3 separate regions of the Mus musculus genome follow, and regions 2 and 3 are each linked to region 1. Evidence: chromatin contacts called from public Hi-C data. All regions are on one chromosome and are shown on one strand. The core of a region is the stretch at or near the end of the contact, and the rest is flanking DNA. Distances in the headings are between cores, read along the strand shown.

The links. Hi-C and Micro-C count contacts between places; a contact is called where the count stands out from the background.
Region 2: a contact with region 1 is called in a Hi-C map of olfactory sensory neurons, with 1.8 times the contacts expected there. The contact joins the enhancer-like site here to the promoter of Hmgn3 in region 1. A contact is called at or near these places in 3 of 39 promoter capture datasets (liver and macrophages), 2 of 484 Hi-C or Micro-C datasets (cerebral cortex and olfactory sensory neurons) and 1 of 9 other capture datasets (liver).
Region 3: a contact with region 1 is called in a Hi-C map of B cells, with 23 read pairs. The contact joins the enhancer-like site here to the promoter of Hmgn3 in region 1. A contact is called at or near these places in 4 of 39 promoter capture datasets (the C10 cell line, epiblast stem cells, hematopoietic stem and progenitor cells and 1 more), 1 of 484 Hi-C or Micro-C datasets (B cells) and 2 of 9 other capture datasets (adipose tissue and pancreatic islet).

Annotation. Positions count from the first base shown.
Region 1 is chr9:83,145,304-83,148,003 of GRCm38.p6, forward strand. It overlaps Hmgn3 (high mobility group nucleosomal binding domain 3), which reads right to left and starts at 1,304. Exons shown (of 6, transcript NM_026122.4): 1 at 1,128-1,304. The coding sequence starts at 1,142.
Region 2 is chr9:83,066,964-83,069,663 of GRCm38.p6, forward strand. It overlaps Gm35746 (a long non-coding RNA gene), which reads right to left. Exons shown (of 3, transcript XR_379662.2): 3 at 1,137-1,605. Among named protein-coding and RNA genes, the nearest start is that of Gm35746, 4.5 kb to the right of the region's middle. Within about 2 kb of position 1,313, at least 7 of the 459 cell types and tissues checked have an H3K27ac peak or open chromatin away from gene starts, as enhancers often do. A contact at or near this core is called in olfactory sensory neurons, where this site is marked.
Region 3 is chr9:83,036,021-83,038,720 of GRCm38.p6, forward strand. All of the region lies in intron 5 of Gm39383 (a long non-coding RNA gene), which reads left to right. Among named protein-coding and RNA genes, the nearest start is that of Gm39383, 29 kb to the left of the region's middle. Within about 2 kb of position 1,416, at least 36 of the 459 cell types and tissues checked have an H3K27ac peak or open chromatin away from gene starts, as enhancers often do. A contact at or near this core is called in B cells, where this site is marked.

The sequences.
Region 1 (2,700 bases), core at 54-2,553:
ATCAATCAATCAATGTAATAAAATACATTTTAAAGGAGTGGAGTTGTTTATAATAAAATTCTTAGTGACGATGCATAAGGAAGCAAAAGCTTCTAAAAATTTTAAAGCTTTGATAGTTTTAAATAAAGCAACCACACACACACACAGTGCACAGTCTTCGGGAGAAAACGGTATTAACCAAGTTTCAACTTTAATGGCCAAGATGGTTGACTTGGGTCCTTTGGGCAGGTGGCAGGAAGGTTTTTTTCTTAGGACGCAATCCTCACACATCGCTTTTCTCTGGGAGGGGTAGAAAAATATCTGCCCTTCCTTCACCAGTCCAATGACAAGTCGAAGCCCCACCCTGAGGGAGCTGTGTGGCCCCACGTGTGGCTCATGACGTCCCTGCGCGGAGGGGACACAACCCACCAGGGGCAAAGGAGAGACTAAAAAGACCTCGGTTCCCTGCCTGGCCAAGCGTGGGGTCGTGGGTGGGACAGTGGCAGGGGCTTGGTGGCCCCTGACCTTGGCAGGGTCAGTGAGCTTGGCACCAGTCCCCTTCTTTGCAGCCTACCCGGCGCTGCGCACTGCCCCGCCCGCCCTCGCGGCTGGTGATTGACACCGGAGTGGGTACATACGGGTCCGCGGCGCAGCAGGGCTGGCGTAGGGAAACATGGCTTTCCCTCTCCCGGCCTTCCGCCCGCATCGCGCTCGCCCAGGGCACGGCCCAGGGGACACTCCGGACCCCGCCTAGCTCCTCTGAGTGCTTCCACGTTTTTCGATTTCCCTGGCCCGGGAGACTCCTCTCATTGCTTTCCCTCCACCCTGAGAACAACCTGAGTTTGCCAAGAGGAAACTCCTGCGAGGGGGATGGATACCCGCCCTGGCTGCTGGCAAGAGATGGAAACCATTCCAAGCAGGAGTTGATGGAGAGGGGAGGACGTCCCTGGAGGGAAAGTAACACTCAGAGCTCCGTGCGGGGCGAGCGAGGTCAGCAACAGGCATTTGCAGAAGGAGCGGGCAGCGGCCGTGCCCAGCGCCTGAGTTATTAGGCGCATCGCCGCGTTCATCGCAGCGCAGGGGGCTTACTCCAAACACACTCGAGGGCCTGCGAGCAGGGTTTTTTTTTCCCCCTTTACAGGACTTACCTTTCTCTTCGGCATAATGACTACGTTGGTGCAGCAAAAAAAGTAAAGCAATGTTCTGGGCCGCCTGGCACACTGCTGGATGCTGCCTGGCCGCTGCTGCTACTCCCGCAATGGGCTCGGCTAGCCCGGCCTCTCCGACCTGCACCTCCGCTTCCTCCCCCGGCGCTCCACTCGCTCGCATCCCGGTCCCCCAATGGCGAGCCCTGCCAGCCAGCCGCGAGGCCCCATTGGCTAAGAGAACGTTCTAAATTCCACGAGGGCACGCCCACCCCCGTTCACCCGGTACGCGCAGTTGTAGTTTCCACTTCACTGGGAAAAAAAAAAAAAATCTGCCTGGCGACTGAGCATGCCCAGTTCAACTAGTATCCTTCAGGCTGCACTAACTTGGAGTTTCATTGTTTGACGTGCCTTCTTTGGATTAAACCATTGTGCATCTTCATAGGAAAAAAAAGTTTAGTATTAAGTAATGCTGGGTTAACTTTATAAAGTAAATAGGGCCACGGGGTGCCTTGTACAATTGTTACTTATAAAAGCTTGTAACGGGTGTTCATGGTGCGGGTCTATACAGGGTAGGAAGGTCTGTTCTGGAAGAGTTTCCACAGTTTCTAAGGTTCTCAGTTCCATCTCTAGCAAATACCATCCCCCATCCCCATAGTTCCTTGGTCTAATTGTTTTGTTTTTTGTTTTTCTTTAAGTCTGTGTTACAAGTCATATATGAATTCAGCCAATTATTCAGCTATGTGTGAATAATTGTTATAATTGATATAAATGTTTGTTGTGGAAACTAAGGGGAAATCGAGAAATGTAGGAACAAATAAATCACTTATATATTAAATATGTACATTTAAACGACACCTGCCAGGTTACCATTTTGTGTATAGTGTAATGTTTCTCGACATTCCGCAAAGAATTGCAAAATACATTATCTGAATTTATTTAAGACCGGTTTTATCCTGACTAAAGACCTCAGACCCGGGAGGCTGGGGGGGGGGGGATTTTTTGGTCAACATCCTTCATAAACATAGGCACAAAGACACAGACAAAATTTTATCAAATCAAATTCAACAACATTTTTAAAAAGCTAATACATAACCAGGGGAGTTGAACCTGGGAACACAGGATTCGTTCTGTGAATCAAATCATCCTGAAAATCAATCAGTGTGATCATAGCACTGATTCTATTATAATTATATAATATGATATATAATTATATTATGTTTATTATAGCACAAAGCTATAATCGGGACTGTGACCATCTCAAGGGCTGCAGGGGGAATGCTAGGGAATGGGTGAGCAAGTCATGATAAGTCTACAGTAGAATATTACTCTGTGATCAAAGAAATAAGTTTTCCCTGATGAGATAAATAACAAAAGAAAAATGCTAAATGGAAGTCAATACAAGACACTATACTGGGTGGTTTTGTTTATATGAAATTCCAGGAAAAACAAAGCAAACTAAGCAAGATTAGCCCGAGAATCATTTACAAGCCAAAAGACATCTTAGGAAACTGCTCTAAAGCCTTACACTGTGTAGTGGCTATTCCTGGTTGTCAACTTGACAATATTTGGAATG
Region 2 (2,700 bases), core at 63-2,562, 78 kb before region 1:
GGGCATCCGACTCAGGGCATGAGGGTTGGGCATCTGACTCACTCAGGGCATGAGGCACCTTAAAATGTGGCAGCCTGGATACTGATATTTTTTATTCATACCTCATATGACTATACAGTGAAATTTGAAAACAAAGGCCATTTTACCCAGGTATATTAAGGCAAAGAACCATGTACAGCCCTCATCCCCCCGCCCCCCCGAACCCCGCATCCCACTCATCAGGAACCTTGATTGTGCTGACAGCGTTCATATTTGCATCCCTGGGCAGATCTCATTTTGCATCCCCAGATACAGACAGCCTGGTGCTTCTGCGGGCTCCATTTGAGCTCTCCATTTGGAGAATAACAAATTCAGCATGCCCCAGATGATTCTGTGTCCCTGAATCCCAGCACCTGCTGGTGTGTCTCCAGAGAAGAATGACTAGGTAAACAGCGTGTCCAGCTGCTGGAGCAGGAACACGGGCAGGTTCTGGGTTCCTCCTCCTCTCCCCTGAAGCCCGCTTAAATCTCCAACTCAGTCATTTCTACCTGCCCAACACTCTGCACCTGTTCTGTTCCCACCGATCCTTTAGTTTCTGTGGCCTCTGCCTTCCTTGGCACCCCGGCACGGATCCTTCGGTAGTACTGAACCATGCTGAGTTCCATGTGGAACAAAGTTCTTTGGTTTGGTGGGGATGAGGTGGGGTGGGGTGAGAGTGAGAAAGTGCAGGTGGATGGGGGGGGGGGGGGAGTGTCGGGTCCATTTTGCTTCCTTTGCCCAGAGCACAAAACTGCTCATCACCCATTCACTGTCTGCTGTGTTCTGTAGCTTCTTGGGGACCCACTCCCTCCATTTTTCTCTTGCCTCAACTCACCTATCTTTATTCTTCCATTGCTCTGTGACTTCTCCCTTTCTTGTACATTTTAAATGTCCTTCCCAGACTCATTTTACTACTGAATTGTTATCAAGAACCAAAGAATTTGGTGCCTACTTCCATAAATACAAATGTATGAACATTTTATCCATCACAGTCCCCAGCTTTATTTTTTCTGTTTTGCAACATTCTGGTAAAGGCTCCTCAATTTGAATATTGAGGAGAGAATTTCCATAATCTCTCCTGATTGCCTTTAGCTTACCGTTTAGGCAATTTGTAGGAATCTGTTTTCTTCTTCCCTGATGCGGATCCAAGGCGTTTTACTTGAAATTGCCCCCAGGGACTTGTAGTGCTCTCTGCTGCATCCCCAGAGACTTGGGTTTAGATATTCAGTCATACGTTTAATAAGGGAAAATATTAGCCAGTGCTAGGCTGTGTCATTCTTGGAGAACATTCTCCCACATTGCTTCCCCAAAGTGTGATCCGACTTGGCTGGTCTTCTGTCACAGTTTGGCTTCTTATCTGAATCTTCTACTCTTGGCTTCTGGTTTCTTCTCTTAGCCACTTCATAATTGGCCCAGGCTTGGCTTCCTACCAGTGTCCTCACCTCCTTGTTTGGAGGCGATGAGCCTGCTGCTTGTCTGGTCTTGATCCTGGCAAGTTCAGGGCAGGGTGTGTGGCTGCAGTCGAGTGCTCACACTCATGTTCTCGGGTTGCGTCACATCTACAGCCCATGTGATCCTCACAGCTCCCTAGAAAGGAAGACACTTGTCACCTTTGAAACCTTTCATAGAGTGAGGTGCATATTCTGTTTGACACAAGGTTGTTACGAATCTCAGGTTGGCTGAGGAAGACCTTGGACTTCCAATCTTTACCTCCACCTACTACGTCCTAGGACTCCATTCCAGGTGTGTTTTTTTTAAGGGTCCCAAATTGAGTAGCCGTACTTCCCTTAACTGATTTTTCTCTCTCACCTGTGGACAGAATTTAAGAATTCATAACTCTGGGTAATATGTGTCTGAGTTTAACACAATCTCTTTCTAGAGCCTCAATTCCTCTTGGGAAAAGATAATTATTTGGGGTTTTCTGTTCTGCTTACTCAGTTCCAAGGCACTGTCAAGACTGCATGTGGGCAGAGTGGTCGCAAGAAGAGGCTTTCTGACTTTCAGTTCAGATGATGGGCCTCAGGGATCCACAGTGGACTTTGAGTTGGATGCCTGTGTGGTCCTTGAGCTTGTGATTGCTGGTTGTGGGTGGTTCCTTTGACCTCACCACTCGTCCACTTGCCTGTATGCCTCACCTCTGGACGTTGGTAGCCCAATGGTCCTTTCAAGGTCCTTTCTTTAACCCCCAAGATTCGTAGGCAATTCTGTATTAGATGCTAACTGCACACAGGCTAAAGAGGCAGAAGCACAGACCCTCTGTTCTAGGTAACTGCTCATCTCATGCTCCCTCGTGTTCTAGAAGGAAGAAAAGGCCATCAGCTTTGAATGTTCCCCAGCGCATCTGACACTACACATTCCGCGGGGCTCTACCTGTTAGGGACTGTTGAGAGCAAGACTCATTCTCTGACTCTGTCGCTCTTCTCTGCTGAAACGCTCACCTGGGCTCGGATAGGCTGACACTGCTCTCCTCTTTGATCTCTGTTCTTTCTAAGCTGCAAGGTCTTCCCTCAGATCTTATCCTGAATTCTCTCCGTTCCCAATTTTTGGTGATTTTCCATGAATAAAGTCAACAGGAAATAAAACGTATTCAACAAATTGCTGAGTTTTTTGATAAGTCTGAATTTCAGGACATGAGAGTGGGAAGACAACTTAAAATGCCAGCTTTGAATACTAAAATTTGAA
Region 3 (2,700 bases), core at 166-2,665, 110 kb before region 1:
ATATATCAAAAGAAGAAAACTGGCCCTCCATATACACATTCATGATGGCATATTCAGGAATGCTTAAGCAAGCGTTTGAAGAGTAAACTCAGATTGGAAACATTCAAATCGCTATCACCTTGTGAATGAATTAGGCAGTTGTGGTTTGTACGTCCACATGTGGGCTACTATCAGATAGCAAATACACATAATAGCAGATGCCATAAACTTCAGGGCATAAAACACTATGCTTAGTGAAATCATACACAAGGGCTGCATATTGTGCTACTCCATTATACGAAACTCTAGAAAACCATAAAGTTAGCAAACTAGTCAAGATTTTCTAGAAAGAAAGAGGGAGGGCTTAACTGCAAAAGGAGAGAGGACAATGAGAATGGAAGTGCTCCATCATGGGTGGAGTGGTGCTCATACTCTGCATTCAACTTTCCAGGTCCATGGAAGCATACACTTAAACTCTATTGATTTCATATTCATGAAATACACTTCTAAAACACCTACAAAACATGTTTGTCCAAGAAAAAAATAGAAAACCCTTTTATCAGCCCCATACTCCCCATGGTGAAATCTGACAAGTCCAAAAGGAGGGTGGGTCCAAGACTATGGCTGAGGAAGAGAGAATACCCCTAGAGGAGTAGATAAAGGACAGAGTAGCCATTGGCAATATAAGAAGAGTTCTAAGGAACTTTTGGAGGTAGGGAGCCATATTAAATGCTCTGATATCGGAACCATCATAACCTGGGGCTTACTACCTCTTCTCATGTGCCCTCTCTCTTTTAAGTATTTTGTCTTACACCTCCTTCTTTGGTACCCGTGAGCACCCTGCATAGCTCTCTGCTGAGCTCTGAGCTTTTATACTTTGTCCCATTTACTCTCTCTAGATCAGTTGCTAATTGTCATGTTCCAATTATTATACCAGTGATGACCAAGCCACAGCTTCCGAGACTTCTCCTCCATGCAGTCAACCTGAAGGATTGAGACCAGCGACTTTGAGGCTGGAGATATGGAAAGGTAGAGATGGCCTTGGAGGAAGGAGAAGGTAGAAAAATGAGGGAGAGGGACATTGTTTCAAAATCGTTCTAGATTTAGCAACATTCTCTCATAACACTTTCTAGTTCTTTGAAGAAGACAACACCCTGGAAGCTACTTGTTTGGCTATTATTTTTTTCTGGGAGATTTGGAAACTTTTGACAGGCTGTCATCTTAATTCTGGAACTCCTCAAACAAGACAGTGGATTTGGGTCTTCAGTAGGTATTTGATACCCAGCTAGGCATTCTCTCTCACTCCGTGCTTCCTATAGAGCTAAGCAAAGTACACTGTGCTATTTCATGCTCCTGCCTTTAGCTGCTTCTTCTGCTTGGGATGCCAGTCCTTTGACCAGCTTTACCCTCCAGTGCTACTTCAGTGAGTAAACTCTTACTTTCACTTCCAGCAATAGCTTAAAAATCCCCTTTAGAATACCTCTCTGCCTCTGGGGACTTGTGCCGAGCCTGTACTTTCTAAATTTTTCTTTTATAAGTTCTTCTTGAAAATGATGTTGTCATATCTTTTTTCCCCTTCATACTTAATTCTGACTCTTGCACCTTGCTTGATATGTGACATTCAGCAGACCACTAACCAACATTTATAAAATGGATCATTCCTTTCCTACCAATCTCATGTAATATAGAGAGTAGCATTATTCCTACATAATTATTAGGCTTGAAAAGAGGATAAACCCCAAATCCCTTCCATGGAAACTAGTTACATGATGAGTCAACACTTACTAAGGTGGATGCCAAACCTCAAATCCTTGGAGAGAGCTGTTACGGGGACTTCCAATGGCTGCTAAAATGAGATATAAATAGACAGTAATGCAACCCAGTTTTCATTAAAGAGTTCTCTAAAGATAAAATAATAAATTCACTTGTGCAATACCTTTGGCATCAGAAGTTTGCTACATTAGCTTGGAAATTAGATGGAAAGTCATGAAGCAGTTATATAAAGTAAATTTTCATGGGGCCTAATTCAACCTTATGCGAGGCAAGTGCCAGTGCTAACTCAACTGATTTTTTAAAAAGTACTTTTAAAGTACTATAATTCAGTTATCTACTTACTCTTAGAAGTTCGAATTAAAATGTGATTAGTGGAAATTTTCTAACCACAGCAAATGAAATAAAAGAATACTGTTAGCATGTAAGACAAGCTCATAGTTTGTGTGTGTGTAGTCTGTGCACACCTCTCCAGGAGAAACTTAATGACATGCAGGTGATCACACAGACACTTCTCCAACAGTCATAAGAACGCTGGAAGAGGGGCGGAAAGCTCAGAACGGAGCCTAAGATCAGCGTGATCCTTGTGAGTGCCAATGAGATTTGAAAACAGAAAATATCACTGATTTAAGTCCAGCAGTGACAGCTGTTTAAAAAGTACAGGCACAAGTCGGGTGTAAAAGGAAAACAGCGGTATCAAAATGCAAAAGAACAAGAACCCTAAAACCAAACAAAAGCAACATGAAAAACAAAAACAAAACACTTCTCCTGCCTGGTTAAATCCTTAGCACCATGATCACAAGCAGAAAACAATAAGTAAATATAAACCCAAGGAACTTGGAAGTCTCTCAATTTTAATAAAGTGTGTTGATCAATGTTTATTTTAATGTAACTGGATTAAGAAACTCCCAGGATTCAAGGCCAGCCTGGTCTACAGAGTGAGTTCCAGGA